Linked DNA regions of Mus musculus: all the other regions are linked to region 1. The links are chromatin contacts, called in public promoter capture Hi-C maps. All regions are on one chromosome and are shown on one strand. The core of a region is the stretch at or near the end of the contact, and the rest is flanking DNA. Distances in the headings are between cores, read along the strand shown.

The links. Promoter capture Hi-C pulls out the DNA fragments that hold promoters and counts their contacts.
Region 2: a promoter capture Hi-C map of pre-B cells shows a contact between it and region 1, with 6 times the contacts expected there. The contact joins the promoter of Spc25 here to the promoter of Cwc22 in region 1. A contact is called at or near these places in 1 of 39 promoter capture datasets (pre-B cells) and 1 of 484 Hi-C or Micro-C datasets (B cells).
Region 3: a contact with region 1 is called in a promoter capture Hi-C map of pre-B cells, with 4 times the contacts expected there. The contact joins the promoter of Ssrp1 here to the promoter of Cwc22 in region 1. A contact is called at or near these places in 4 of 39 promoter capture datasets (3T3-L1-derived adipocytes, cranial neural crest, liver and 1 more), 3 of 484 Hi-C or Micro-C datasets (CD4 T cells, CD8 T cells and regulatory T cells) and 1 of 9 other capture datasets (liver).
Region 4: a contact with region 1 is called in a promoter capture Hi-C map of pre-B cells, with 2.7 times the contacts expected there. The contact joins the promoter of Zdhhc5 here to the promoter of Cwc22 in region 1. A contact is called at or near these places in 3 of 39 promoter capture datasets (the 3T3-L1 cell line, cranial neural crest and pre-B cells).
Region 5: a contact with region 1 is called in a promoter capture Hi-C map of liver, with 3 times the contacts expected there. The contact joins the promoter of Tmx2 here to the promoter of Cwc22 in region 1.
Region 6: a contact with region 1 is called in a promoter capture Hi-C map of 3T3-L1-derived adipocytes, with 2.6 times the contacts expected there. The contact joins the promoter of Ctnnd1 here to the promoter of Cwc22 in region 1. A contact is called at or near these places in 4 of 39 promoter capture datasets (the 3T3-L1 cell line, 3T3-L1-derived adipocytes and cranial neural crest).
Region 7: a contact with region 1 is called in a promoter capture Hi-C map of pre-B cells. The contact joins the promoter of Zc3h15 here to the promoter of Cwc22 in region 1. A contact is called at or near these places in 4 of 39 promoter capture datasets (the 3T3-L1 cell line, cranial neural crest, liver and 1 more), 4 of 484 Hi-C or Micro-C datasets (CD4 T cells, cardiomyocytes, nephron progenitors and 1 more) and 1 of 115 datasets of contacts at active chromatin or transcription factors (neural progenitor cells).

Annotation. Positions count from the first base shown.
Region 1 is chr2:77,944,139-77,948,289 of GRCm38.p6, forward strand. Cwc22 (CWC22 spliceosome-associated protein) reads right to left here and starts at 2,218. Exons shown (of 20, transcript NM_001362658.1): 1 at 2,012-2,218.
Region 2 is chr2:69,203,783-69,207,933 of GRCm38.p6, forward strand. It overlaps Spc25 (SPC25, NDC80 kinetochore complex component, homolog (S. cerevisiae)), which reads right to left and starts at 2,431. Exons shown (of 7, transcript NM_001199124.2): 1 at 2,282-2,431; 2 at 1,244-1,396; 3 at 1,074-1,139. The coding sequence starts at 1,382.
Region 3 is chr2:85,034,654-85,038,804 of GRCm38.p6, forward strand. Ssrp1 (structure specific recognition protein 1) reads left to right here and starts at 2,467. Exons shown (of 17, transcript NM_182990.4): 1 at 2,467-2,675; 2 at 3,141-3,316; 3 at 3,700-3,885. The coding sequence starts at 3,263. It overlaps P2rx3 (purinergic receptor P2X, ligand-gated ion channel, 3), which reads right to left and starts at 1,181. Exons shown (of 12, transcript NM_145526.2): 1 at 528-1,181. The coding sequence starts at 646.
Region 4 is chr2:84,713,118-84,717,268 of GRCm38.p6, forward strand. It overlaps Zdhhc5 (zinc finger, DHHC domain containing 5), which reads right to left and starts at 2,047. Exons shown (of 12, transcript NM_144887.4): 1 at 1,866-2,047.
Region 5 is chr2:84,676,965-84,681,115 of GRCm38.p6, forward strand. Tmx2 (thioredoxin-related transmembrane protein 2) reads right to left here and starts at 1,864. Exons shown (of 9, transcript NM_025868.4): 1 at 1,679-1,864; 2 at 887-1,210. The coding sequence starts at 1,075. It overlaps Med19 (mediator complex subunit 19), which reads left to right and starts at 1,438. Exons shown (of 5, transcript NM_025885.3): 1 at 1,438-1,697. The coding sequence starts at 1,481.
Region 6 is chr2:84,648,541-84,652,691 of GRCm38.p6, forward strand. Ctnnd1 (catenin (cadherin associated protein), delta 1) reads right to left here and starts at 2,200. Exons shown (of 19, transcript NM_001085450.1): 1 at 1,866-2,200.
Region 7 is chr2:83,642,576-83,646,726 of GRCm38.p6, forward strand. Zc3h15 (zinc finger CCCH-type containing 15) reads left to right here and starts at 2,003. Exons shown (of 10, transcript NM_026934.3): 1 at 2,003-2,152. The coding sequence starts at 2,078.

The DNA.
Region 1 (4,151 bases), core at 968-3,467:
TTTTCCTAAAAAAGGATGCCCCACACTTTCTTTCCTTTCTGTTCACTGGCATTTACTAACATGGCACGATAGGCAAAGGCTTGTTTGAATCCACTCCCCTGCCCATGTGTGCTATCTTTTTAAAAAAAACATTTTAAAAAATGTCTTCAAAGTTTGTGCTGAGGTAAGCATTCAACTGTCTTCTCCCATGTTTACTTGGGAGGTGTAAGAAAAAGTGTTAACAAGCCTGAGAGTTTTCTGAAATCCTTAGTGCTCCATCGGCCTCCCTTGCTCGTAATTGTAGGGAACCTCAAAGTTGGCTCAAGACACTCCAAGAGCGTGTTCTCTGCACAAAGGAGACTTATTTGCCCCAGAAGGACAAAGGGCAAGAAACAGGAGACAAAGACAGGACACTAGGATGAGGGAGAAGGGGAAGGGAACAAGGGAGAGGGTAAAGGGGTATTTGTCCCAAGGGAACAAAGGACTGTCTCTGGATAGAGAGAAGACATACATATAGGAAAATATTAGCGTAGCGGGTAGAGGGGTTAGGCTGAGGTATTTAATTTAAATTGGGCATGTCAATTAGTTGACCCCAGAGAGGTTTTGGATTGTTGGACTTCAATGCTTTGATAGCTGGATCTCTGCAGGTTAGATCAGGGAACAGATCTTGGGGGCTAGCTTGAGGAATGTGATCTAACGGTTTTTAACAAGACACGGGGACTTGGGAAGGAGAGCCTTGTCCACCACATTCAAGCTGGCTAGAGTTCCTGCAGTAATTTCAGACTTACAGAGAAAACAAGGGAAATCTGACAGAAAAACCCTCAAAGACATTAGTTCCAATCTGCTGTATTACCGATAATCACTTCTTTCTGGAACTGGTCTATTTCCAGACTGAGTCTGACTGGGCCAGTCATGAACAAGGTAGGACTCAACTAAAATAACCAGTCTAAACCCGGCTAGCCCACACCTTTAATCCCAGCACTCAGAAAGCAGAGGCAGGCAGAACTCTTTAAATTTGAGGTCAGCCTGCTCTAAGGAGTGAGTTCCAAGACAGTCAAGACTACACAGAGAACAGGAAAAATAAATAAACAAAAGGCAGTTTAAATACAGAGCACAATTAACAGAAAAGGTAGCTCATTTTCACATGTATGGATCTTTTTTGCCTTCATATACATATAGGGACAGTTCAAGTTGCTGGTGCAAGTGGCTATCAGCAAGCAGGTATCCAGTCCCCTGAATCTGATATTATAATTTGTTGTGATCCATCTTGTGGGTGCTTGGATCGAACCTAGATCCCTCTGAAAGAGTGCTTTTAACCACTGGGCAAACTCACCAACGGCTTGCCGGGGCTCAGTTACTGTTTCTATTAATACCTTTCCCCAAATTATTCTTCCGGGGGGCGGGGGGGCGAGTTAAGTGGCTACAATGTATCAAAAAAGTCTTGCATTTAGAGCAGGTCAAACAGCTGGCACAGTGCTGTTTGTACTGTAGGGCCTGCAGCTCGCTAGGGGCAGGAACTGCAAACCCATGTTTGGAAGTTGCAAATAGTAGAGGCTTTTAGAGTTAAGGTTAACTACGTATGCGACCTAAACACAGAAGATGCGAAACATGGATCACTAGGGCTAAACATGACAGGGGTTCAGTCAAGTCAATGAAAACGATCCATAAATGAAAATGTAATAGAATTGGCTACTGGGATAAGCTGGAATGAGGCAAACGCGTTACCAGAATTTATTAATGCCAGCCCCGGGACGCCGACTGGGGACGCGACCCAGGGTGCTCCCAGGAGAGGTGTTCACCGACAACCCAGACCAAGGCCCAGACACGCACGCCCCGCCGCCGGCGCTAGGCCCAGCCGGCTCACACGGCACCTCGCGGGCCGCCGGTGGAGACGGCGCAGCCACATGAGGAAAGCAAGGCCCACCGGGCAAGCGCCCACTCGCAAGTCCCTGCCCTCTCCACGCGACCTAGCAACCCGCCGCCCCCACTCTGGCTCCTAGTCTATCCCGAGTCTTCAGAGTTCCGTAATTACCTAAAGCTCCACCGCGCCGCCATCATACCGGAAGAGCGTCAGTTCCCTTTCCCGGGTGAAAGTAGCGCGAGAAATTAGTGAAAAACTGGTAGTGAATTGGCAGGTATGTGATACGATTAATGATAATGCGGTATAGTAACACCTTGAGTCAAAGCAATCCAGCTAGTAACACTGTCATTCCTTACAAAGAACACGAGAAAAGAACATGTGAGTCCGAGTGAACTACAAAGTCCAGCATGCTCTGGCAGCGCGGACGGAAATGAGTTGTAGTTGGACCGCAGTGCATGACGGGAATTGTAGTTCGTTCGGATAGGAGGTCACACTAGAGACACTTTTGAGAGCTAGGTTTTCGAGGCATGCTTCTTATTCTAACACTACTCATCTTCTAAAGCCATAAAAAGTAGCTCTTAGTAGACACCGTAGCTTTTCTTTCTTTTTTTTTTTTTTCAGTGTAAAAGCTTAACACTAAGATACATACTATGAAACTACCGCAGAGGCTTACTATATAATACCTTGCCTGAAAATAATAAAAAAAGTAGCGATCCCTTTCAGATTTTTGACAGAAGCTTTACCAAAAGTCTGTTTGGGAGAAGAGGGGAAAGTGACAAAATGTTTAGTATCTATTAAGTTCCAAGATTTTAAATTCAAGTGAATGGAAGACTATCTGATTATAAATGATATGTTGTAAGGACAGTGAGAAGTAAATTGGAGGCCCAACATGGTGGTGTCTGCCTTTACTCCAAATATTTTGGAGGCTGAGACTGGCACTGTGTGTTCCAAGACATCCAGAGCTACATAATGAGCCCCTGTCTTGAAAGAGAGAGAGAGAGAGAGAGAGAGAGAGAGAGAGAGAGAGAGGAAGGTGAAAAAAGAAAAGAAGCAAGTTGCCTGGCGTGGTGGCACATGCCTTTAATCCCAGCACTCTGGAGGCAGAGGCAGGTGGATTTCTGAGTTCGAGGCCAGCCTGGTCTACAAAGTGAGTTCCAGGACAGCCAGGGCTATACAGAGAAACCCTGTCTCCGAAAATAAATAAATTAATTAATTAATTAAAAAATTAAAAAAAAAAGAAGCAAGTTGTATTTATGATACTTTCAGGGTTGGAATGTGAAATCTGTAACGAGTTTAGAGCACTGGCCTCAATTATACTGTTTCCTTAGTCTTTGATTTTCAGTGTTACCAAAAGGTAAGTGTTAAAGAGCATGCTAATGTGATTGGAAAGCTCTTCCTAAAACAACATCATCTTTATATTTCAAAGTATTTTGTAAACCAGGCCTGGCTTCTCCAAGAATTTTGTTTATTTTTTAAACAGGGACAAGGTCTCACTATGTAGCCCTGGCTGGCCTGGAACTTACTATGTAGACCAGGCTGGTCTTGAACTCACAGAGATCTGCCTGGCTCTGCTTCCTAGGGGCTGGCATCAAATGCCTGGGGCAGTAAGCTCTGCTTCTTTATTATAATTTTAGGGTGATTGAGCTTTCAGCCTTTTCCTAGAGATAGTATGACTTTGTTAGCGTTTCTCCTGCTATAAAGTGACACCATGACTACAGCAATTGTTATATTCAAACAAACAAACAAATGAACAAACAAACAGCCAATCTAATTGGCTTACAACAGAGGTTTATTCCATTATTGTGATGGTGGAATTCATGGTGGGGAGTTTTATGGCATCTAAGTAGTAGGGGGGCTAGAGAAGGAGTTGAGAATTCTATATCTAGATCCACAGACAGCAGGAGAAGACGTTCAAACACTGGCCAGGCGTGGGCATCTGAGAAGCCCACCTCAGTGACACACTTCCTTCCACTGCACCAAGTCTACCTCAACAAAGCCACACCTCCTAATTCCTGTGAGTCTATGTGGGCCATTTTTATTCAAACCCCCACAGGGTGTAAACAAAATAAAAATCCTGGGCTAGGCACTTTAATCCCATAATTTAAGAGGCAGACCTGTGTTCAAGTGTTCAAGGCCAGCCTGATCTATATAGTCAGTTCTCAGCCAGCCAAGGCTACGTAGTGAGCTTTTAATACTAGTACTTGGGAAGCAGAGGCAGATAGCTCTCTAAGAGTTTGAGGCTAGCCTGGTATACAGAGTGAGTTTCAAGCCAGCCAAGGCTACATAGCAAGACCATGTCAAAAGCAGAAAG
Region 2 (4,151 bases), core at 1,181-3,680, 8.7 Mb before region 1:
TGAGCACATGCCAGCGGAAGAATATTTGGGCAGCACACAGTCTTGAAGATTTTAAAAAGACAGCTAAAGGTGTGTGGCCTGGGAAGGGAGTGGGTCTCAGAAGAGCTGGTGGGGAGTAAGACCAAACCACACCTTAAACAAAACTCCTGAAGAAAGTAAAAAAAAAAAAAAAAAAAAAAATCCAGGGACCTACAAATATGGCTTAGGGGTTAAGAGCATCTGATGGTTTTACACCCAGCACCTACACAGAGGCTAACAACCATTTGTAACTCTATTTCCAGGGGATCTAATACCCTTTCTGACCTACGAGAGCACTGAATACATAACTACACATAAATATATGCAGCAAATAAATATATAAAACAAAATAATCGACCCATTGGCTCCAGCTTTACAGCTTATGTGTGAGAATTCAATAAAAGATACAGACCCAGATTTGAAATATCTGGACATCCATAGAAATGACAGGGAAAGAATTGTGGTAAAAATATGATTGTTAGAATATTAACCAGACCCCAAAGTTCTGAGGAACTCTGTTCCTTGGCTGAAATTTCCAATGTGAAAACAAAAAAAAAATTTTTAAAGGCTGCCCTTTACACATAGGCATACACATATACTAGTTAAATAAAAAGACAGGATACATATAAAATGATGCCGTTCACATAGCATTCAAAAATACTGAAAAAATATTCATAGTTCTAGACGATGCAGATATTCAACTTTAAGCTGGTGATAGGAACATAATCTTTTAAAAATAATTTATTTTTATTTCATGCACATTGGTGTTTTGACAACATGTATCTCTGTGTGAAGGTGTCAGATCCCATAGAACAGGAGTTATAGGCAGTTGTGAGCTGTCATGTGGGTGATAGGAATTGAACCTGGGTCCTCTGGAAGAACAGCCAGAGCTCTTAAACCACTGAGCTAAGCTAGCTCTCCAGCTCCCGCAAACAGAATTTTGATGACTGTCTATGCATGTGTGTGAATGTACGAACACTCACAACACTGTCTTACTTAAGATTTCACGATAAAGACCTTCAATCTAAAAGCTAATCTACACACGATTCACATACGGTTTTTATACTCCAGAATCATCTCAGTCATCCTCTCTTCTTCCTTTAATTTCAAAGACATCTTTTCTGAAAGACAAATTACAAGAGATATTTGAATCCCGCTGAAATAACAGTAAAAAATAAATAAGGTCAGCAAAATCCACAAGTTAGGAGTTAAGGGCTGGCAGTACCTGAAAACGCTTTCATGGAGTCCTTGAAGGCGTCTCTAAGTCCCAGCACTTGACTATGATTATCATCGAGTCTGTTTCTGAACTTATCCCCAAATTCATTGATGCTTTGATTTAAGAGTGCCAATTCGTCTTCACCCATTATGTTTTAAGACACTGCAAAACAGAGCACAAAGCTGTATTTTAGTTGCTATCGACACCAAATAAGCCACATTTTCGAGTTTATGTCTGCAGGTTGACTTTGCTACAGAATGGTTAATAATTGAGCAACTCAGCTAGCATAAAGGCAGACTTTAATTCCAACATTTCCAGCTGGGGGCAGGAGAATCTGAGGTAAAGGTCAGCCAACGTCAGGACCAGTCTGATATACAAGAGACCTTTTCTAAATAAACACAACAGGGTGTGAACTAAACGCCTTTTTTCGCCTTTTGTCCCAGCACTGTCCCAGCACATCGGAGGCAGAGAGGCAGAGAGGCAGAGGAAGGTATTTGAGTTCAAAGATAGCCTGGTCAACATTGGGCCAGAACCTAATAAAATGTAAAATAAGATAAAAATAATCCACTAACAGTCCGGTAGTTAGCAACAGGATGATCCAAGCCAATTTGGGCTTAACTGTGGTGGATGTGCATCAATCTGTTCTGAAGGCATGAAGGGAGGTGGAGGAGAGGAAAGAATATGACCAAAACAAGGTTGCACGAAGCTTTCAAGTCATGTTTTAACAGGACCCCGGTGTCACTCCGCTTCTCCTAAAGGACCTGCTCGCAGGCAACGAGACCGAGACTCGAAGAGGTTGGGGGACAGACAGACCTGCAGGTTTTCTGCATCAGACCCCTGGCCGACTGCTCCGTCCACTCCTCCCCCTGCAGGGCGGAAGAGGGGAGTGTGATCGGGACCGAGCAGCGCCAGGACCCGAACTCCGCGGCTAACAGCGGACGCCCGCATTCCAGGCTCTGCGGACCCACGCCGACATGCCCAGGCCGGCTTCCCTCAGCCCGGGCGTGCGGTCGGCGAAGCCCCACAACCCTTCAAACGGCTCCCGACCTGAGCGGCCAGGAACGCCGCGGTCTCCACCAGACTGGACCTGTCCGGCAGGAACCAGCCCGCCGCTCTTCCGTCTGCTGCTCCCGGGTCTGCTGCTCCTCCAGCGCGCAGTCTTTCAATTTCAAACTCTCCACCGCCTGCTTACCCGCCCTTCAACTCCGTCTTCTGATTGGCTGACAGGGCAGACTCTCCGTGCAAGGATTGGTTGATATCGGCCTGCGGAATTCTCGCGGACAACTATGGAGCAGAGCATTCTGGGATTCGTAGTTCTTTGCTGAGACAGCTTGGGACGCGGTCTATAGTGAAGTAGAAGGGCTTGCCCCAGAATGAAGAAAAAAATGTAAAAATTGAAATTTAACTGCTTTCTTTTATGACATATACTTCCTTCTTCCTTGCACTCGTTTTATTTTGGAAATGACGGAAAATCCTCTTGAACAGACTCCAGTTATGATTGATTAGGCTGAAACATCCTGAAAGTTACCAAACTATTTACCCAAACTTAATGTTTGAATTTCCCAAGCTTTTCTAACATTGATTTATCGTGAGTATTTTACTTATTTAATTTTTATGTTTGAACGTGTTTACAGAAGGGGGCATCGGATCCCCTGGAACAGTTGTGAGCCACTGATAATCAAACTCCTCTCCTCTGCCTGAGGAGCAGACGCCCTGCAACTTTGAGCCATGTCGCCAGTCCTTCAGCTGTTGATTTTAAGACCTACTGGCAAAAACAAGCTCCTGGATCTCGCAGAACTTCAAACTGAATGGGATCAGAACACTGTATACTAAAGTAACCGGTGCTCCCTGAAGAGAGACAGATGGAAGCCACCAAGTTATTAAACATATAATTAAAAATACACATAATTTTAAAAAATAGTAAAGATTTTAAGCTAAGATTTGTTAGAAGACAACTTCACAGATGAAACAGACTTGCTAACTACATCTTTCTTTGTAAAACTGAGAAAGATAGGGAATTGAGAATATGCCCTTTAAAGAAAAGGAACTTGAAGTGTGGTGGCACACGCGTTTAATCCCAGCCCTTGGAAGGCAGAGGCAGGCGGATTTCTGAGTTCGAGGCCAGCCAGGTCTACAGAGTGAGTTCCAGGACAGCCAGGGCTACACAGAGAAACCCTGTCTTGAAAAACCAAAAAAAAAAAAAAAAAAAAAAAAAAAGAAAGAAAAAAGAAAAGAAAGAGAAAACAAGGAACTTGAGATGGTCAATATTAAAAAAAAATTATTGTTATTTTCATCTTTGATTATGATAATTGTTTCTGAAAATAACCCTTTGCTTGTAGACCATACTAATATTTCTTTGATTCCCTTTAAGCATCCAAATGCCAACTATAAGATTAAGCTACCAGATTATGGCTATTTTATCCCCAAGTGGTGCACGCCTTTAATCCCAGCACTCAGGAGGCAGAGGCAGATGGATTTCTGGGTTTGAGGCCAGCCTGGTCTACAGAGTGAGTTCCAGGACAGCCAGGGCTACACAGAGAAACCCTGTCTCAAACCCCCCCCCCCAAAAAAAACAAAACAAAACAAAAAAAGAACTGAAAATCAAGACTATGAAGTCTGGACAAGTTACCATCCTTGACCTTGACCTTGTCATCATCATTCAGCACATCACAGTATACCTGATGCTCAGTGTCTCGCCTGGGGCCATTATTAACAAATTTGGCCATATAGGAGGCAGAAAAGTGCATACCACTCTGCAGACGATCTGGGTTGGGTTCCCAGCACCCAAGTGTCTCCATGGGCACCCACACTCACATGTATGTATGGCTCCCGGACAAACACAATTTTTACTTATTTATTTACTTTATGTGTACAGGTGTTTTGCCTGTGTGCCAATGTGAGTACCTAGAGTCCTTGG
Region 3 (4,151 bases), core at 1,217-3,716, 7.1 Mb after region 1:
GAACAGATGTCTCTTGCTTTTTAACCTCTCACCATCTAGCCCTATGACAAGAAGAAATTCCTAAGTCTACATTAAAGCCAGCTCTCCCCTTTCCTCTCTAGCTGGTTCTTCTTCCACACATCAGCCCATCTCCCTGGTTTTCATTCCTCCTTCCTGCGTTCCTTTATCTTTCTGGGACTCTAAAGACTCAATGGAGGGGAATGGGGAAATGTGGGGAGGGGTCTGACTTGGTTTTTGTTTTTGTTTTGGTCTGGGAAGATGGACCATATGGGTCCTTTCTTAACCAGGGAATGGACTCATATTCTTGGCGTATGTGTCTAGAATCCTGGAAGAGATTCTGGGTAAAATAATGCACCTGAGACGGGTCTAGATGGGAGTGGCAGAGGCCAATCCTGAGGACATGGCTCCCACAAATCAAAGTGTTTCCCAGAGAAGAGGGTCTAGGAGCTGCAGAGCAGCCTTGGGAGAGGGAGGGAAGGACATCAGGTAGCCCTTCTGTCCCACCATCCGAAGGACCATGGACTCACCCCACAAAGTAGGAGATAATCAGCAGCTGAACGGCTCGGTTGATGATCCCAATGGTCCAGCTTTTCACAACCACCGACTTGGTAGTCTCGTAGGTGAAGAAGTCTGATATACAGTTCATACTGAGAAAGTGCTCACAGCCACCCAGAAAGGCTGTGGATGCAGCCCAAGGAGAGAAAAGACCTCAGGACTGGGAGACAGAGATCAAGAACTGGAGTGGGCTGCTTAATGGGGCTTGAGGAAAAGAGCCAGTTCCTATAAGCCAGGCAACTGTAGTCCAGTGCCTCGTCTCTCCTCTTGACACTCTAGAAGCCAACAGTCCAGGGCCAGGGCGGTGGACCACCTTTTTATTCATCTTCACTCCACTCCCCTGTGATGTCACAGCAGGGGTGGGGTCTCCAATCCCGGGCTCCAGATTGCCTGAGATGCAGCTGGCTAGGGCCCTCTGGGACTTATGTTTCATCTGCACTCTGTCTACTGTTTCTATTCTGTTCTCTTACGCGGCATCTCTATCCCAGCTCACCAGCTGCTTTGTATTCTCCAAAGCCCCTTGTAACTGCCCACTCTTGAGTTAGCTCATCTGCCTGAGCCAAGAACTCCACTCTTGAGTGTCTGTCGATTTCTATCTAATAGCACAAATAGGGAGAAAGGGTTCTTGACAGTTCTGTGTCTCCTGGGAGGAAGACACGCATTTCTTACCATCTCCTCCTCTCTGCCCTCCAGCATCTCATTATGTTGTCTAACTTGTTATGTTGCCATGTTTCAAATTCACAATCCTCCTGCCCCAGTCTTTGAGTGTTGTGATTACAGATTTGTAATACTACAAAGCGGAAAGTCGCTTATTTCTAACTCTAGTTGGTTGCAACTCTTCAAGTTGCACAGAAATTACTGAACTCCCTCTCTTTTTAAACCCCGAAGTTATTAAAATCTTTTGTTAGGGTATGTGCTCCTAAGAGGCTGGGCTATTTTAACGATCTTCAACAGTTTTGTCAGATCCTAGAAACGTGCTGCATTAATAGGTTTTCATTATGTCTTAAGCCCAGTTTGACTTAGCTAAATAGTGCTAGCAATGATAGTGGTTAAAGCCACAAGCACCGAATGACAAAACACATTTTTATCTATATCATATCCCAGGACTGAGTTAGCAAGTCAGTGCAGTGATATTTCAGGGAAACTGTGGGCTTATCCTGTCTTTGTGTAGGACATATGCTAGCAATCACTCTAAACCCTGAACCCTCATGATTATAAAAGGCTGATGTTAAAGAGTCTGTGTTCTAGGTTCCAGTTTTGATGGTAATGGACTGACACCCAGTCGCAAATCTTTTGTGGTCTCATTTTTCTCATCTGTAAAATGAGATAAACTCAAGCATCTCTGTCAGACCTGGCTTCAGATTTTGCAAGATGCACTCCGGTGCTATGTGAGGCCATCCGGGCTTCTGCCAACGTAGGCTGATGTGATTTCAAGTAAGTTCTAGCTCAAAGGTAAATCCGACACCACCACTTGAATTTAATGCAGCCATCTGCTAGGCTCTTCCTGAGAACCCACAAATTAGGGATATGGACAGGATAGTGTTGGGGGTAGGTGAACTCACTGCAGAAAGGATCTGATCTACTTGCCAGGGTACAGCTGGAAAGCAAGCACAATCGCCGACACCCGCATCTCCTTTGCAGCTAGTGGGGCTACACCTCTGTATTTTTCTTGTTCAACAGACTCCTTCCCAGATTATTTCACAGGAGGGAGGGGCGTGCATGATTCCAACAAACATACAAACCTGAACACCTAATAAAACCGCATAATTTCCCTTCGGAATCTAGTCTTTGAAGAGCAGCTTGTAACTTTCTAAAGAGTGTTCCCGTTTTCTAGTCAAGAATTCAGCCGCGTGGGATTCCATAGCAAGCCTCTCGCTTTAGCCGACCAGGGGGAGTGCCGACGCTCTAGGCGAATGTACCCGTTGGTCGGCCCGGATGATGCCGTTCTAGCCAAGTCTTCCTCTCTATGGTCCGTGCGCGACTTCCGGTGGCGGGACGCGGGGCTGCGCACGCGGGAAAAGCTTCCCCGGCATCCCTTCCCCCGCATCCCTACCCCCTCCCCTGCGTCCCCCTGCGCCCACCGCCCTCACTGTGCCGTCGCGAGGCTGCAGCTCTTAGAGGTGGGTGGTCGCGATCCCTGGGCCCCTGGTGTGCATGGGCCCCGCTCCCCCGCGGGACGATCGGAATGGATCGATCCGCGTTCAAATTCGCGGGCAATGGGCGAATCCATTTTAAAAGAAGGGGGAGAAACGTAGATTCACGCGGGGCCCCGGGGTGGTGGGGTCTCTGCGATCAGGACACTACCCTCTGAGCGGAGTTGAGGTGCGCTCTCTGAGCGGGTCTCAGGTTCCGCCGATTGTTGCCGTGCCTGTCCGTGGAACGTACCGAGAGGGTGTCGGGTTGGGGTGTAAGCGCCACTATAGGCCTGGTTCTGCACCTAGGGTCCTGGGCCTTGGCCTCAGGAGCCCTGCAGAACGGGTCAGTAAGATCCCCAGGCAGCAAAGAACTTGAGACATACCAGGTACATGGCTGAGCGGAGTAAGGTGGCGTTGTTTCTTGCTTATCAGTCTCCTTCCCGAATTCAGATTCCCACCCTGCTGGACATCTACACAACTAACCAGGAATTGGGGCACAGCATCCAGAGAAGGGTTCGTTTTCTCTGGTGCAGCCTAGGGCTGTGTGCTCAGGCCACCACGGGCAGGTGAACATGGCAGAGACATTGGAGTTCAACGACATCTTCCAGGAGGTGAAAGGGTCCATGGTGAGAATGGCTTGGGCAAAAGAAAGGCAGAGAGGGGGAAAGAGTTCGAATCTATGAACGAAAAGCTTAACTCTGACTACTTTTTTGGAAACAGTGTATCAGTGTGTCCCCCAAGCGAAAACGTGAGCAAAGTCTCAAAGAGTTGCAAGATGTTGAGTTTGTTGAGTTGTATTAGAAAACCAGGAAACTGGGGCCCTTACAGGGTTTCTGATGCCAGAGCCAAGCTTGCAGTCTAGACTTAATGTCTGTTGTGTCTTTTAACTTGATTTCACCACGACCGCTTTTCAATTGATACTCTGGCCATCCTGCATCCCATGGGTAAGGGGTAGAAAGGATCCACTACACACTACCCTGTTCTGATTTTGGGTCTGTATTTTGGGCAGAATGATGGGAGGCTTCGATTGAGCCGTCAGGGTATCATCTTTAAGAACAGCAAGACGGGCAAAGTGGACAACATCCAGGCTGGGGAGTTGACAGAAGGCATCTGGCGTCGGGTAGCATTAGGCCATGGGCTTAAACTGCTCACAAAGAATGGGCATGTCTACAAGTACGATGGCTTCCGCGAATCGGTGAGCGATCTTGTTCTGTGACCCACTTTCTTTGTAACTGCCTTGTCTTTTTTTATTTTTAATCTTCTAGAGACAGTTGGCGTTTCTCTGATAATCATGTTACTGCTCATTTGGGTTCCTCGAAGCAAGGCTGTTGGAGACTATTGAACAAAACAAACAAACAAAAAAAACAGTGTTGTGTATTCAGTACACGTGTCGTGTACCTGGACTCCAGGAGGTTTTCTACCATCTTAACTTATACCATGGTTTCCACTTGCTCCCTCTGT
Region 4 (4,151 bases), core at 797-3,296, 6.8 Mb after region 1:
AAGTTTCTATGGTCCAACTAAAAACCAGATCCTATTTAGTCCTGATTTTATGCTTATTTCTGTTTCCTGACTTTAGGCCTAAATATCTTTATCAACTGGAACAAGCAAATTTGATTTGTAGACAGTATTATTAAAGGAACCGTTTCCCTCAAAACTCCAAAGATAAAAGGAAAATTACCTAACTATTACGTAAAGTGAATCCTATACTATTGCAGGTCACATTTACTACAGGACGAAAGCCACACAGACTAATTCTGCCACGGTACAGTACATGCAATTATGGAACCGCATACTGAAATATAAATGAGACCATCGTCTGAAATGTTAAGATAGATATTAGAAGGGACAAGATAAAATAATTTATTGGGTATAAATATCAACACACCAAGTCTTATCAAAGGAATGTGGTGCAGAAAGAGAAGGGACGAAACCGGAAAGGCGAGTGTGGTTCATCAGTCACAAGCTGGTGTATCCACAACAGTATCACTAAAGTGGACAAGAATGTTCGTGACACATGCTGACTGAGGGGGAAAAAAATCACTGAGTGAAAATATGTATGTATAAAACAAACAATACAGAGCCAGGTGTGGTAGCTCTCGACCTCAATCCCAGCACTTGGGAGGCACAGGAAGTCAGAACTCTGAGTTAGAAATCAGCTTGGTCTTACAAAGTGAATTCCAGGGCAGCAACAGTTATGTACAGAGATCCTGTCTCAAAACAACAACAAACAATTCAAGATGTGTAGTTTGAAGACTTTCATAAGGTTTGATATAAGTAGTTCCTTTGGAGCAGTGCAGTGGACAGCACATGTATTATTTGTTAAAATAACCAAACCTTATAGCACAGAACACTAAATTTGAATATATAGAAATGGAGATGTCATATAGAAGAATGAATACATGCTATGAAGGAAAGATCCAAGAAGAAGTTTAAAAAGAGTATTATTACAGATCGACGTAGGTGCCCAAGTACCTGGCGATAGAATTCTTACAAACACTAGATGAATTTGTATGCATTCATGAGCACCGGACAGATCTGTCTGATACAAAGCAGGCTCACACTGGGATAAAAGGATGGAGATCTAACCTAAGATTATCCTGGACAAGATGGCATTAACCAGGAAGTAAACCCAAGAGGACAAAAATGGTCTGCAATGTAACATGTATCTATTCTACGACTACTTCTAATAACTTTAGTCACTTTCTTGTTTCTCGTTTTAGTGGTTTCATTTGGCCAACTGGTTAAGGAACTTTAAACTTCCCCAGGAATAGACGGCTAGTGATAAAATACTGTCAGATACATTCAAGCCCTACTTGTAAAATAAAGTACAAAGTACTAAAAGCATAAAAGCATGGAGCACCTGGCTGGTGGGGGGTAGGGAGAAGCAGCCGATGGATGGGAGAAAGAACAGGTAACCACAGGACGAAGCTCTAACCAAAATAAGGACCAGTGGAGTGTAGGGCGAGGGGCCTGAACCGCGGAGCGGTAAAAGGAGTACAGTCCCCGGCCGGCAGCTGGAGCAGTGGGAGTCATCACCGGGGGCAGGACTGACTACCCCTGGCCCAGAAAACACGGAATCCACCGCGCGCAGGGCCCGCCGGAGCTGAGAGAACCGCGGGCCGGGGAAGGAAGGGGCGGCGGCTCCGCAACTGGGCAGCCGGGCACCAACCGGGTCCAAGCCCCGGCGGGCGGCCGCGGCTCTCTTAGTCTGCGGGCGTCCGTTTCGGGGCCCGTACAGCCCGAGGAGGGGTAGGGCCTTAACCTCCTCCCCTCCGCGGTCCCCCTTCCCTAGAGGTCACTCTCCCCTCCCACCTCACTAGCCCAGCACTTCCGGTTCCGCAGGGGCCAGCGTCCCCGGTACTCACCCCCGGCGCGGCGCCCGTCACCGCCGCCGTCGTTGTCACCGCCGTCGTTGTCGCCGCCGCCTCCCAGCAGTGCCGTCTGGCCTCTGAGAGGCAGCGCGCGGCCCCCGCACGCTCCACGCCCGCCCCGCCGCCGCGCGCTCCCGACGGCCGACGCTCGCCTCTGTGCGGCCGGCGCGCGGCCGCTGCCCTCAGCCTCCGGTCTGTAGCCTCACGACGTTCCCATTGGCTCCCGGGCGCGGGCGCGGGCGCGGGCGACGTCTCTCGCGGGGCACGTTCTTCTCATTCATGCGGCTCGCGCCGCCGAGCCCGCCCCCGTTCACTCTTCCATTCACCCCCTAACCCCCGCCCCCACGGCGCTCTAGAGCGTGCGCGCGACCGCGGGCGACCGCGGCGACCTCGCCTTCTGATTGGCTGCAGGGGCACGGCGCCGCAAACACGTAGTGACACGGGAGCGCGCGCGCCTGGCCGTCGTGTCTGGCTGGATGGTCGGGAGAGGGGACATGGCGAACTGCGCCGGTTTGGGGACGAGGAACTGGTCTGGCGAGATCTTTCTCTTATTTTGTCCGCTTTCCCATTTGTAGTGTAGTCAAGAAAAACTTTTAAGCAAAAAAAATTCTACGTATGTACCGGAAGTGCTCAAAAACAAGCAGATGCCCTTTCTTAGTTCACCAGCCTCCTCCGAGTTGGCCTGGTACAGTCCTGAAAAGCATCTACGATAGCCAATCACCGTTAAGCCTTTCCGGCTTCCTTCCTTGCCTCTTCATTCATTGGTGTGAGGATTCGGTCGGGCAGCCCCTCCAACACACACACTTTTTTTTTTTTTTTTTTTCTTTAAGGACTGAAACTTTATTTAAAACAATCCGTTGGCGAAAGCGTCAGTGGGGTAAATTCTCAGACCGTGGCAGAATTCCTGAGTGGTGGTATGGCCTCACCTATGGAGGAAGGAGGCGCACGGCCCATTGAACAGTCTGAGGAGAGGGTTCTGTCCAAGGCTGGGTTAGATGAAGGAGCTCGGCTGCTATCCCTAGATTTACAGTGCTTGCCGATGGAGTGAAGCACTGGGAGTGCGCGGTGCGAGGCGTAGACACCTCCACGACTACACGAGGAATGGGCGCCCTGACCTCACCCAATTTGAGAAAGCAGGCTGAAAAGAAAAGTCTTTCTAGAATAGCTCCTGTCCCTGGCGAGCTGCTGGCTAACTCTCCGAAGATCGCGGCACTACATTTTGCCCTAATTAAGCCGAGACGGCTGTGGACCCGGTGGCTTTGCCATAGGGCTCTCCTCTTACAGCTTCAGGCCACCTCTCATTTGTAAAGGAGCTCTGTTACATAACAGCCCTTCAAAAAGATATCCCCGAGCCGCTTCCCTGAAGCGAAGGTCTCGTTCAGGGTTATTTCCAAGTCCTGTCATTGTTTCCTTGACTTCACTTCAAATGTTACTGATTTAACTTTGACACTTCAGCCTTAGGCATCCAGTTAAAGAAAAGAAAAAAAAAAATCTACCCTTTTTTCTTTAGACTCTAGTCTTATCCCTTATCATTTTTACTACTGGCTTAAATGCAGCGTTTATTGGAACCGTTACGAGCATACATGTTTTAAGGAGTGGAACTTTATTTTGAAAAATCCGTTGGCGAAGACGTCTGTGGGGTAAATTCTCAGACCATGGCAGAATGGTGGTATGGCCTGGGCTGTGGCTCACACATCACACATGGAGGAAGTAGGTAGCACGGCCAATAGAGCGGTCTAAGGAGAGAATTTTTAAAAATCTTCAGCATTATGAATAATTTTAAAGTATTATTTGGAGGTACAACATTTACCCTATCAAGTATATTCTGCCTATAAAATAATGTTTCCTTAAGATGGGTCAAATTTCATTTATTTCTCTAGGATTTTAAAGCTTTATTTTCTCTACTTAACAAGTGAAGCATTCTTGATTTTCCTACCTTTTTAAATAGGAAAACTATTTGTTTGAGACAGAGAGAGAGAGAGAGAGAGAGAGAGAGAGAGAGAGAGAGAGAGAGAGAAGGCAGACAGAGTTCAGGCAGCTTTTGGGTGTTGGTTCTCTCTTGGCTTACAGATAGGAGCTCAAGTTGTCAGTCACGCCTAGGAAGTCCTTTCACCCACTGACCCATCCTGCCAACCCAATTTTTCTACAAAGACCTGTGTGAATCATCATGTCTTTTGGCCAGAGCATACTAAATGGAAAAAGGGTTCCATCATCCAACCAGAGGTACTGAATACCTCAGGGTCACTAGGGACATTAGACTACTGGATTGTCAGCCTAATT
Region 5 (4,151 bases), core at 614-3,113, 6.7 Mb after region 1:
CTCTTTCATTTTGAGTTAGTGTCTAACTATGTAGTCCTGATGGATCTAGAAATCCTATATAGACCAGGCTTACATCAATCTTAAAGAAGTCCACCTGCCTCTGTCTCCAGAGAGCTGGGATCAAAAGGGTACAACACAAAGCCTGGCAACAGTACTGTATCTTTAATGTAAACAAAGTTAATCTTATTTGAGAGTCCCAGAACATGTGAGGCCTGCCCAAGGTTATATCAATACCTTTAGGCCTTAAGTCCTGGTCATTGCTATTTTAGCATAAATACCTGTATAGGTATTTATTAGCTCTATGTCCACAACCTTTACGGCAAATGTTAATTGTTCTTACATACTGCTTCTTAGATGGTTGAGGGGCCTCCCTCCCCACACCTCATATTTTTGTAATCTTCCCTGTTTTTCTATCCCACCGCAGGAAGATAGTGTGCATAGTTACTATGCCCAGAGTATTCGATTTTCCATCCAAGTCATTTATTTTGTTGAGTCAGCGACCTTCGTCTGCCAGTCTATCAGAGAATTGAATAAGGTTAGACAGCACTTTCTGAACGCTGCGTTTCCTTGGGAAATCGCCTAACTACACTGTGATCACTTCGTTAAAAATTAAACAAAAAAAATTTAATGGTATTTCTACTATTGGCCTTTTCTTCACTGGCGCCCCAGGTAGCTTGGAATCACTGTAGAATACTGTTCATCTGTGATGGAAACCCTGTAATCTGTTTCTCCATCTTAAACACGGAGGTTATGACTAGATAACGGCCTAGGCTCTGCACTCAGTCTGTAAGGCGGCTACATCCCGAAACCTGCTCCCAGATTTTCACATGCACCTGCAGGGCAGGGATGGTCAAGGTCGAGAGCTGGTAAGGCAGGGGGCGCTCACCCAGTCAAAGTCACACGGGTTGCCATCTTCGCGTTGCGTGGGGAGACCATTGCAAATCGGTGGCAGTTTCCTCACGAGGAGGAAAGCAATGGAAAGCAGAGCAGACAGAAGGCAATAAGGTCGGGCCAGCCATCGAGAAAGCCGCGGCACCGAGTACACCAAAGCAATCAGAGGCGCAAGGACAGCCATCTTTCCTGCCTACTCTCTCGCAGGCTCACTCCCGCTCCCCAAATCTTCGTCCTCCGCCCCCACCAGCAAGGCTTCTATTGGACCAAATATCAGATGCAACGCCTCCAGACCCGGATGTAGATCTCTTATTGGATGCTATAATAGATCAGAAAATGAATTAAATAGTCTATTGGTCCTCATCGTTGTCGCTTTTCTAACTGAGTCATTTTATTGGCTATTAGTCTGCGAACCACCTTCCTAACCAGTCTCTCAGGCGACGGAAGTAAGTTGCCGGAAGATGGTAGGCGGGGCTTAATGTATCCAATGATGGGACACTCTTAGACGAAGAGGGTGGTACCCTGTGAAAGTACTGTCCAATCAAAGTAATTAACGCCCGATCCCGGGTAACCAGGAGCGCAGAGTGCTATGGAGAACTTCACGGCACTGTTTGGAGCTCAGACTGACCCCCCACCGCCACCAAGCGCCCTAGGCTTTGGGCCTGGAAAGCCACCCCCGCCACCCCCTCCTCCTCCGGGAGGTGGTCCAGGCGCAGCCCCGCCCTCGACGGCAACCTCGGCCCCCGCAGGAGCGGATAAGTCGACGGCTGGAAGTGGCCCCTTCTACCTGATGCGGGAATTGCCAGGTGAGTAGTAGGCCAAGAGTAGCCACTCAGATTGTAGTTCAGGTGAGGGTGTGGCTAGCCTGTCCCGCTAGGTGTGAGATAACAGGGCTACGCGGGGCCAGTGGGCAACAGTGTCAGAAGCCCTTTGGCGATTCACAACCCTAAGGGATAACTTGATTTTCTGGGGTGGGTTTGGGTTGGGTGTGAATATCTGGGACAACCTTCAGCGAGAAGTTCTGTGATCCGGGTTCTCTGACTGCCGTTTGTGACTCTATAAAAACGTGAGCCGTTGTTTAGAACTCGGGAGACCCGATTTAACATTTCTGGAGACACTTAAGATTTTAGTTTAAAGTCTGTCACAAACTTGTTGGTTTGTAGCAAGTTGCCTTCCTTGTCAGGGACTCGGAGATTAACCTGTTCAAAGAAAGGATTAGAATTGAATCAATTCTTACTTTCATAAAATTATTCGGGGAAATTGTGGTGGTGGGGGGCGTGGCTCAGTGGTAGAACTCTTGCCTGCCTTGCAAAAGGCGTCGCGTTCACAGAATCATTTCTGAGTAGGTAGCATTCAAGAATAAACAAAGCCATCCCTGTTTGGATAGAGAGGAGATACTAGGTACAAGAAACTAAATCAGGAGACCTTGGGGGGCGGGGCTTAGAATATCTGAGGGGCAGAAGACACATTGGACTCAGGAAAGCGGAAAAAATCCAGTAGTGATGGGAAATAGGTAGAGGCTTTTATAAGGCAAGGTAGGTTGTTTAAAGTTCAAATTGAAGTCATTTCAATATAGGTGCAAAATGATCTAATTTAGTGATTTTTAGATATCCAGCAGAAACATGAAAAATGAAAATAGGATAATCAGAAGTTGCCAGTCAGTGTTCAGAAAAGGAATGGTTTGGACCAGGGCTTAGTGGTCGGGAAGCAAATGAATACAGGATACATGTTAAAGGTAAAGCCTACAGAAATAAAGAACTAAATATACACAGAGAGAGGAATTGTGAGTGTCCTGTACAAAGGGTACAGTAGTCTGAGACTAGGAAGGCATGGAAAGAAAAAATTTGAAGAGCTAAAACTTAAGAGGCGTTCTGGACATGTTAAGTCTTGGGGAACTTGTAGTACTCCATACCAGCACTCAGGAGGTGAAGGCAGAAGGAGCTATAGTTCAAGCCCAGCCTAGGAGACATGAGATCCTGCTTCAAAAAAGAAATAAAAACCTCAGTTATCCCAGTATTTATTAGCAAAATAGTTTGAAGTTCACATCAGTGCAGTGTGTAACAATATGTAATACTTACTATAGTCCTTTTAGATAGATAGGTATTGTCTGTATTTTTTAATTGAGAACTGAAGCATAAAGAAATGACTGTTAAGGCAGTTTTCTTTTTCCTTATTTTAGTTGTTTTTTGTTTTTTTTAAAGATATGTATATGACTACACCATTGCTCTCTATGGACACACCAGAAGGAGGCATCAGATCCCATTACAGATGCTTGTGAGCCACCAGGTGGTTTCTGGGAATTGAACTCAGGACCTCTGGAAGAGCAGTTGATGCACTTAACCACTAAGCCAGCTCTCCAGCCCATCTTACTGGGTTTTTGAGACATGGTCTCACTCAGTAAGCCTGGCTTGTCTCAAATTCATTGTAGACTAGGCTGGCCTTGAACTCACAGAGATCCACTTGCCTCTACCTTCAAGTATGTACCATCATGCCCAGCTTCTTCCAGCAGTTTATCTTTTGCATTACCTGTTCTAATTATACCATTAATAGATCAGTTGATAAGTACTGAATATCCAAGGTATGGTGGGATTATGAGAAGTAAAGATTATATACATATATATATGATTTATTTATTTATTATATGTAAGTACACTGTAACTATCTTCAGACACTCCAGAGAGGGCATCAGATTTCGTTATGGATGGTTGTGAGCCACCATGTGGTTGCTAGGATTTGAACTCGGGACCTTCGGAAGAGCAGTCGGCACTCTTAACCACTGAGCTATCTCACCAGCCCCGAGAAGTGAAGATTATTAAGCCTAGTTTTTAGGTAGCCTATTTTTTGAGATCCAAAATACATGGTTTAAGGATTGTGCTTATATTTTGTGGGTGTCAGTCTTATTTATTTATAGTTCAACACAGGAAGCAATGTTAAAAACTACCTGATAGTTTTCAAAATGTGTTAGCCAAAATGACAGCAAGAATAAGATGTCATTTGAACTAAACACTGAAGAATTTATATAGGTAAACAAAATTAGAAAGTTGTTTTCTCAAAGGAAATAGTGTTACAGTTTTTTGTTTGTTTGTTGTTTTTTGTTTTTCGAGACAGGGTTTCTCTGTGTAACCCTGGCTGTCCTGGAACTCACTCTGTAGACCAGGCTGGCCTCAAACTCAGAAATTGGCCTGCCTCTGCCTCCCAAGTGCTGGAATTAAAAGTGCCACCACTGCCTAGCTGTGTTACAGTTTTGTTGCTGTTTTCTA
Region 6 (4,151 bases), core at 950-3,449, 6.7 Mb after region 1:
CAGAACCTATTTTCAAACTGCCTTTGTACTCCTCCTTCAGACTCTCATCCCTCCCCCTAAAGGTTGAGTGAGAAACCGACACTGTGGCAGCAACAAACCGACCCTCCAAAGACACACTGAGAAATCTCCTTGGAAAAGCATTTCAAAGGAAAATTGAAAAATTGGAAATGAAAACTATAGCCCAACACACTGTACATATTGTCTTTTGTCTTTCTTATCAATTACTTATTTTAATTCTGAGGTCCACTCGTCAAATTTTTTCCTGTAATCCTTGCCTAAATTATATGGAAAGGAAAAGAGGAACAAAACTTGTTTCCTCCAGAAGCCACAACCGCACAAGGACAAAATCATCACACAAGGAATGTCTTCCCAGTAGAAAAATATTCAAGGAAATATTCTAGTCTAAAAAAAATGGGGACAGGGACTATGAAATCAAAAGATTAAAGATTCATATCAGTTTAAAGGTAATGAGGAGCTTAGATATTAAGACCCATCTTGATACAATTAGAGCAATATCTATTCCAGCTCTAATTTCCATGCTGATTTCCATTTTAAAAGAAGAAAGTACCTATTTTCCAGCTACTGAAGAGTTGGCTATATAATTATCTAGGATCTGCACATTTCCAAGAATGCATATAAAAAAATCAAAACCAAGCAAACCTTAAGGTCAATTATAAAACATGAACCAGTCACAAGCCTTTAGCTTTAACAGAGTTCTAACTTAGTGGTAAGTTAATTGAGCAGGCAAACAAACAAAAGACACCTCAAAAAAGCATCATTCCAGTGGCTTAAAAATAAAATTCCCTTTGTGCTTTCTCAAACATGCTTTGCAAACTCCAAGTTTTCATTAAGTGGTTTCTCTTCACCCGTCTATTTACAACCTACAAACCTTTCAGAGACCAAAAGGACTGAGAAAAGACTTTCAGGTGTTTTGCTGTTTCACTCCGGTCAACAGAAAGTATGATTAGAATTTCCTTATCCCTTTAAAGGCCAAACATTACCATATCAGTAAGTTTAACACACACCTTTACAAATCTGTGCCACTAAAACGACTTTTAGTACAAAAAGGAAGGAAGGAAGGAAGGAAGGAAGGAAGGAAGGAAGGAAGGAAGGAAGGAAGGAAGGAAGGGCAACTCAAGTTAACGTAGATCCATTTGTTTTCACAAGGCAAAGCAAAGAGCCTCCTAGGCAGGCAGGCAGGCAGGCAGGCAGGCAGGCGACAGCGGCTCCCACCCACCACCACACCTGGAAAAGTGAAAGAGGGATCCACCCAGGAACTGCAGCGCTGAAACCCTTCTGGGCCGTTCACGTTCAGAAGGAAAAAACAATACCATTGAAACTCGAAAGCTTCCTGCAACTTCCCACTGCCACAAATTCAAAGGTGAGGGGGCTAAAAGTTCCGAAACATGGTAAGAGCCATCTGTACGACCAGCTTCCGACCAGGGCAGAGTCCTTCCCCAACCCACACACAACATGCCCCCCCCCCCAAACAACTTTTTGAGCTCTGAAAAATAAGAGTATGTTAGCTAAATCCAGGGAAAAAAATAATATAAAAGTACACACAAAAAAAGGAATTTACACAACTTCTACCCCTGGTTCCAACCAGCTTCCGGTATTACACCTAGAAGTTTGTTTCCAGGTCTTGTACGTTTTACCTTTTCCTTAACTAAATAAAATACCAAGAAACCTCCAAAGTATTAAAAGTGAAAAAAATAATTGGTTAAAATTCACCGTCAGCACTAACAGGCTTTCTCACCCTTTTAAAAGTCCCTCCAGTTACCATTAAGAAAAAAATTCCACTTGAGTTACCCCTTTCCCAATACACACATTTTTAATAAAAGGAAAAAAATTTAAAAAGCACACACCTCAAATGTGGACTTCTAAAGCCAGTCCTTTAAGAAACAAACCCAAAGCTTCACCAATGTGCTGAGAAAGACAAATCCAGCGAGGTTCGCCGCCTCTTCCTCTTCCTCGTTCCAGGATCTTTCCTGCCTTTCTCCTCTCCCTCCGTGTCTGTCTCGCTCGCTGGCTCTCCCTCCCTCCCTCTTGATCGTCCTCTTTCTCTCTCTCTCTCTCTCCCTTTCCCTCTCTCCCTCTCTCCCTCTCTCTCCCTCTCTCCTTTTCCCCTCAGATCCAACACCTAAAATGGAAGTTGCACCCAGCCAAAGGCAAGGCAGCCTGGGTGGTGACAAACTGATCTGGCAGCCCTACCCTAGCTTTCCTAAGTGATGTCAGCCCCTGCGAGCTTCCAATAGGAACCAGGCATAAATCAGGGAGCTGACCTTATCCAATAGGAAACTTTATTATAGGAAATTAAAAAAAAAAAAGGGAGAGAGAAAGACGAGGAAGTTTTATACATATATATTATATGTATATTTAAAGCGGAGACTATACAATCTCTGAGGAATTACTGCAGATCTGGGGGGAGGTGGGAGGTGCTAAATAACAAAGCATTTTAGAACGGCACGCCTAAGCCTCAGTTCTCTTTGATGAGGGTCTTGTTCCCTTTCCCTACCTATCTGGGTGGGAAAACAGAAAAGAGCTTACTTTCTTTACTTGCTGCGGTTTGGTTTGCTGCTTTCTTCCCCAAAGCGTTTTCCCAAAGGAAGTCAGGAAAGAAGGAAGGAAATCCCAGAAACTGGACTATATGCTGACTGGGATGGTAGGAAATATCTGAGACAAACTCAATTTCATTGTTTTGGCTTAATTGAATTAAAAGCTAATGGAGAAAATAAATGCTTAGACTTCTTAATAGTTTGTTAGCCTTTCTTCTCTAAACTAAAAGGAAGCAGAATCCACTGAGCCCTTGAGGACCAGCACTATCTTCCCATCAAAACAATATGGGTTTGCCTGGGACAATAGGCAGAATCCAATAAACAAAGAGTGTAGACTAGTTAAGAATATCATCGTTAAAATAATTAAGAGAATGCTATTGTTTAGTCAACCCAAAATTACCTGCCTTTTTTATTTGACCTAAATAAAATATTATAGGGGTTTTCCTACGAATTCCTTTAAAGTTTATGAGGGGAAGGGGCTGTGTTTGTTGTTGAATTTTTTTTCTTTGGTGGGGAGGTTGCTTTGTTTTGTTTAAGATAGGATTTCACTCTACCCCAGGCTGGCCTCAAACTCAAAAACCCCATGCCTCCGACTTCTGAGTTATAGGGTTGAAGGTATATTACCACCTGGTAAAACTGGTATTAGTTATTCACTAATTACTAAACGAAGATAATGAGTTAGAAGGTCTCTCCTTATATATTTTTAAATTAGATTTCTTTGTGTGTGCATGAGTGCACATGTACTACAGCAGTCATACTCAGGTCAGAGAACAATTTGCAGGGATCAGTCCTCTCCTTCCTCCATATGGGCCCAGGGGTTAAACTTTGGTCATTATCTTGGTGGTGACCTCTTCTAGCCCTATTTTTAATTTATTTTTATTTTATTTTATTATTTGAGACAGGGTCTAATTATGTAGCCCTGACTGACCTAGAACTCTTGATATCTAGACCAGGCAGGCTGGCTTTGAGCTCACAGAGATACCCCCTGTGTCTGCCTCCTGAGTGCTGGGACAATAGGTGTGTGTTCCTATTGGCTGCTGCAAAATGTATCTTCATAAAGCTTTCATAATCTATAATGGTGATATACTGGCTAAGAAGAGAGACTGCAGTCAAACTGCTGGCTTCCAGCTACACCTCTACAAGTACACTAGTTCAGATTTTTGCACCACTATGAGACCTTGGCCAAATTATATAATCTCTGAAGCTCAGTTTCCTTAGCTATAAAATGGAAATAACTGTCTCTTGCTGGAGAGACAGCTCAGTGGAGACTGCCCACTTGCTGCTCAACCATGAGGGCCTGGTTCAGATTACAGCACCAATGTAAAGAGCCAGACATGGCTATATGAATGCCTATGGATAGGAGGGGGAGTCCAGAGGGTCACTGCAGTTTACTGGTCACCAACCCAGGTCCAAGCTTAAAACAGTAAGTCAGAGAGTGATAGTGCAGAACACTGGATGTTCTTCTCTAGCCTCTGTGCCTGTACATCATATGTCACACATACAAATCTGTTGTCAGAATAAAAATACACGGGGCTGGTGAGATGGCTCAGTGGTTAAGAGCGCCGACTGCTCTTCCGAAGGTCCCAAGTTCAAATC
Region 7 (4,151 bases), core at 753-3,252, 5.7 Mb after region 1:
TCCTATCCCTGTGTTTGTCCTGTTCCTGTGTTTGCTTTCTTCTAAGGCCTCTCCTTGACACAGACCTTCCCGCTATGTCTTCATGTGATTTTTCTTGCTTCTGTGCACAATATAGATTCTCTCTTATACCAGGGCTCATAACACAAATCTGCAATTCCAGCTATTCGGGAGGCTCAATGGGAGGATGGCAAATTCAAAGCCAGTCCAGGCTAGAAGTTCAAGGCCAATGTAAACAACTTAAGGAGACCCTGTCTCAAAAAAATTTTAAACTCAATTTTTCCTTTTTTTTTAATAAGGACTCCATTCAGATTGGATTAGGTCTATGCTGAAAGTCTCATTTTAACTTACCTATTTCCTTTATAATGCCCTTATCTCCTAATGTAGTTACATTCTGAAGTAGTAGACGTTGTGAGTTTTGAAAACACAATTCAGCCCATAACAGTTCAGTCCATAACAAATTTTGGTTATAAACAACTAAAACCAACTCTAATTTCCATATAAGAGAATATATTAAGAATATTGGTCACATAGTCTAGCATTAGCATGGGATAGGTTTAGTTAGAAGTTAGGAACAAAAGATAATAGTGAACTATGATTTTTCAGCTATGACTGTGAAATTCTAGATTGTTTACAACTTTTCCATACTTACGATTGCCATAAAAAAATTCTTTAAAATTAGAGACATTAAATGAATCACTAAAAAGGGGGATATTAAGATTACTACATTCTGCTACTACAGGAATTCTTAATCAACTTCTGAAGAATAAATAATACAGAAAAGTAAACTGTCACAGTGTTCCACAAAGGCTCCTGTTGAGTTGGGTGACACTCCTAGGGAGAGTGGAACACATGAAGGGAAGTAGATCACTGGGGAAAGCCCTTGAAAGGAATATTGGGTCCCCTGCCCCTAAGTGTCTCTTTTTGCTTTGGTTGCCATCAGATGAACACTGTCCATTTCCCTCATGGTGGCATTAGGGTTCCAAAGTAGTTTTCTGCTTATGAAATTGTTGAAAAACTAATAACTCCCTTCTCTGGAAGGATGATTCTTCTGTTAATCAATGTAGGTAAAACAGTAACCATGCAAAAGAACAGCCATTCATTGTGTGCTTTTTTAAAGTCAGTATTTGGCTGAATAAAAAATAGTAGATTCATTTGCATATCAAAAGCCATACTTTTGGTTTAGTCTACAATATAAACAGAGCCCTGAAGCAAGACTAACCAGGCTGAAATTCTTATCTTGGATTTTACATTTAGCCACCTTTCTTTCTGCGTTTCATCTCAAACAGTGCTAACAGTTAACCATTCGTACCTCAGTGTAGATGTAATGAGTGAAATCGTGTGTGTAAAGTCATTATGGAATTTACCAAACACTTAAACTAACCTTAAATTGGGCTTGGCCCATACTGTTAGGCTAGTTTGACATAGTAAAATAGTGATTTTTTTTTTTCCGGAATCGTTAAGGCAGCCCCCTAAAATTAGTACAGGACTTGAAGAGAAACTAAGGATTTCACCCACTAGGACTCCACGTCTGACGATCTCCAAATGAAACTTTATTTCTTTACGCAACTTCATACTGAAGGTGCTGCATTGCAACCCTGCCCCTCCAGAGGACAAGACAGTAGCTCATAATTGATGCAGCCGCTCCGTGATTACTCAAGATGGTACTGTCCAGTGCTAACTAGATCTAGAACTCTCTACGCCAGGGGTCTATACAAGTGAGGTGAGGAGGCATCACTCGCGGTGCTAATGAAGGACGAAGCCAAGCAAGTGGCAAGCGCCTCACCAAAAGGAGGCGTCACACGCCGCGCCTTTCCCAGTTCCCACGTCTCATCCACGCCCCCTCCCGGCTCGGCGCAGCCGGAGCGCACGCGCAGCTCCACTTCCGGGCGCCTCGCCTCGCGCCCCACAGTGCATAGCGGCGCCGTGCTGTCGCAAAGGCCACATCCGGGCGGCGAATGAGCGAGTCGCTTTCCGTGCGCTGCGGCGGCGGCTGGGTCTTCCTGCTCCCGCCGAGCTGCCGGACGCCCCGACGGTAGCCATCTGCGTCGCAGTCGGCCCGGTGCCCCCCGCCTCCGCGATGCCCCCCAAGAAACAGGCTCAGGCCGGGGGCAGCAAGAAGGCGGAGCAGAAGAAGAAGGAGAAGATCATCGAGGTACGTCCCCTCCCCCTCCCCGCCGCACCGGGCTGGGGCTCGCCGGGCTGCGGAGCGCGGCTCCCCGGGGCCACGTGTCGGCGCCCGGCCCGGTGGGCCCCGACTGAAGTGGTTCTCGCCGCCCCTCATCGCTGTAGTGAGGCCGCTGCGCCCCCGCGCTCGCCGCGTCTCCACCCACGCGCCCGCCGCGCCCACTCGGCCGCCCAGGGACCCCCGGCCCGGCCTTTCGATGCTCACGACTTTCCGCGGCTCCTCGGGCTGTGCCTGAAAAAACAAGCTGAGTGGCGCTCTGGAAGGCCCCTCCTGACTGACCTGACGCCTTGGGTTTGGTTTTTTTCTTTATCAGGCAGTGAGAGGTAGCGCTGTTCATTTTCAAGAGCCAGCGGACTATTTACCACTTTTTTGTTGTTGTTGTTTCTTTTGGTGTTTGGTCCATCTGGAAACTTTCGTGTCAAGAACAGAGGTTTCCCAAAAAGCGTGGCCCAGCGGTTTTGTACAGAATGCTTCGTTCATACATGGAGTCTGAATTAAACGTAGGCTCTGTCACAGTACCTATGTTAAATTGGGAGCTCCCAGTTTACCTACACACACACACACACACACACACACACACACGAGCGTCTTTTAATGCATTGAACTTGTAGGCATTCAGTGAGTGAGGCAAGGTACTGATGTTCTTAAATGTTCCTCAGGTTACAACGATTGTCTACTTGAGTTTCCTTAAGATAGGTAATGAAATTTCACATTCGATAAACGTATTTCTTCCATACTAATCCTCATTTAAAAGTAAATGGTACCTCATAGACTTGGATGTAGTTGGAAGAAAAGATGACTATTTTACAGCATCTGAGTATAAAGTAACCTTTAGTAGGCTCGTTCTTATTAAAATAGCCAGAATGAATGTTTGGGGTTTCGAAATGAGATGTTTGCTTATGATCGTTTTTTTTCAACATTTGATTGTTATAGCCTTGAAAGATAGAAGTGAGAATTCGCCAGGGTTCCTTTATACACGCTAATGAGATTAATCTTTTGTCAGATTGTATGTAGTTAAAGTTGGCTGATTTAATTTAAATAAAATTAATGTGAACACATCTAATAATTTACTGACTGTTGGAGTTCTAAGGTAGAACTGCCGTAGCCAAACATCTGGAAGCAAAACTGTTGCCAAGCAGTGCTGGTGTGTGCCTTTCATCTCAGTAGACAGTTTGCCTGGTCTACAGAATGGCCAGAGCACACAGAGAAACTCTTGTCCAAGGGAAAATAAAAGAAAGAAAAATAATTGTCACCTTTACATCTGAAGAAAAAAATCAGGATTTGGGAGACTTAAATCTCTGGGAATAATAATCTGGTGGCAATTCAATATTGTGCCAACAAAGGACATTCAGAAATAGCATTTTACTTACAAACTACTGAGATTGAATAAATATAAAATAGACCACAAAACAGTAAAATTTCCATTCAAAAATAAATGTTACAAAACATTATAGAATGTATTTCAGGCCACTTGGACCTATAACCACTTTTAATTAATGAGACTAAAGGGTTTTTTGTTTCGTTAATTTTTGTCACCTGACAGTGGAGATGACACTCAGAAGGGCAGAGGCAGGTAGAGCTCTGAATTCAAGAGTAGCCTGGTCTACAGAGTAAGTTTCAGGACTCTGGGCCTGCGCAGAGAAACCCTGTCTCGATCGAAAGACAACAGCAAAATTAAAGTTATTTATAATAGTCTATTAGCCCTAAAAATCATGAATATATTTTGTCTTCCTTCATCTCTAACAAGATTTCGTTGGTTTTCTAGGGGTTGTACCCAAGGCATCACATTCTAGGGGTGAATTCTACCACTGCTCTGTACAGTCTTAGTCAAGAAGGGTTGGTTGGTTGGTTTCTTTAGTGGTTGCAATATTTTTGTTTTTGAAGTAAAGAGAACTCAACTTTAGCTTTCATTAGTGAAGACATCTCCAAAGATACATTCATTAATGCTGACATGGTGGCATACACC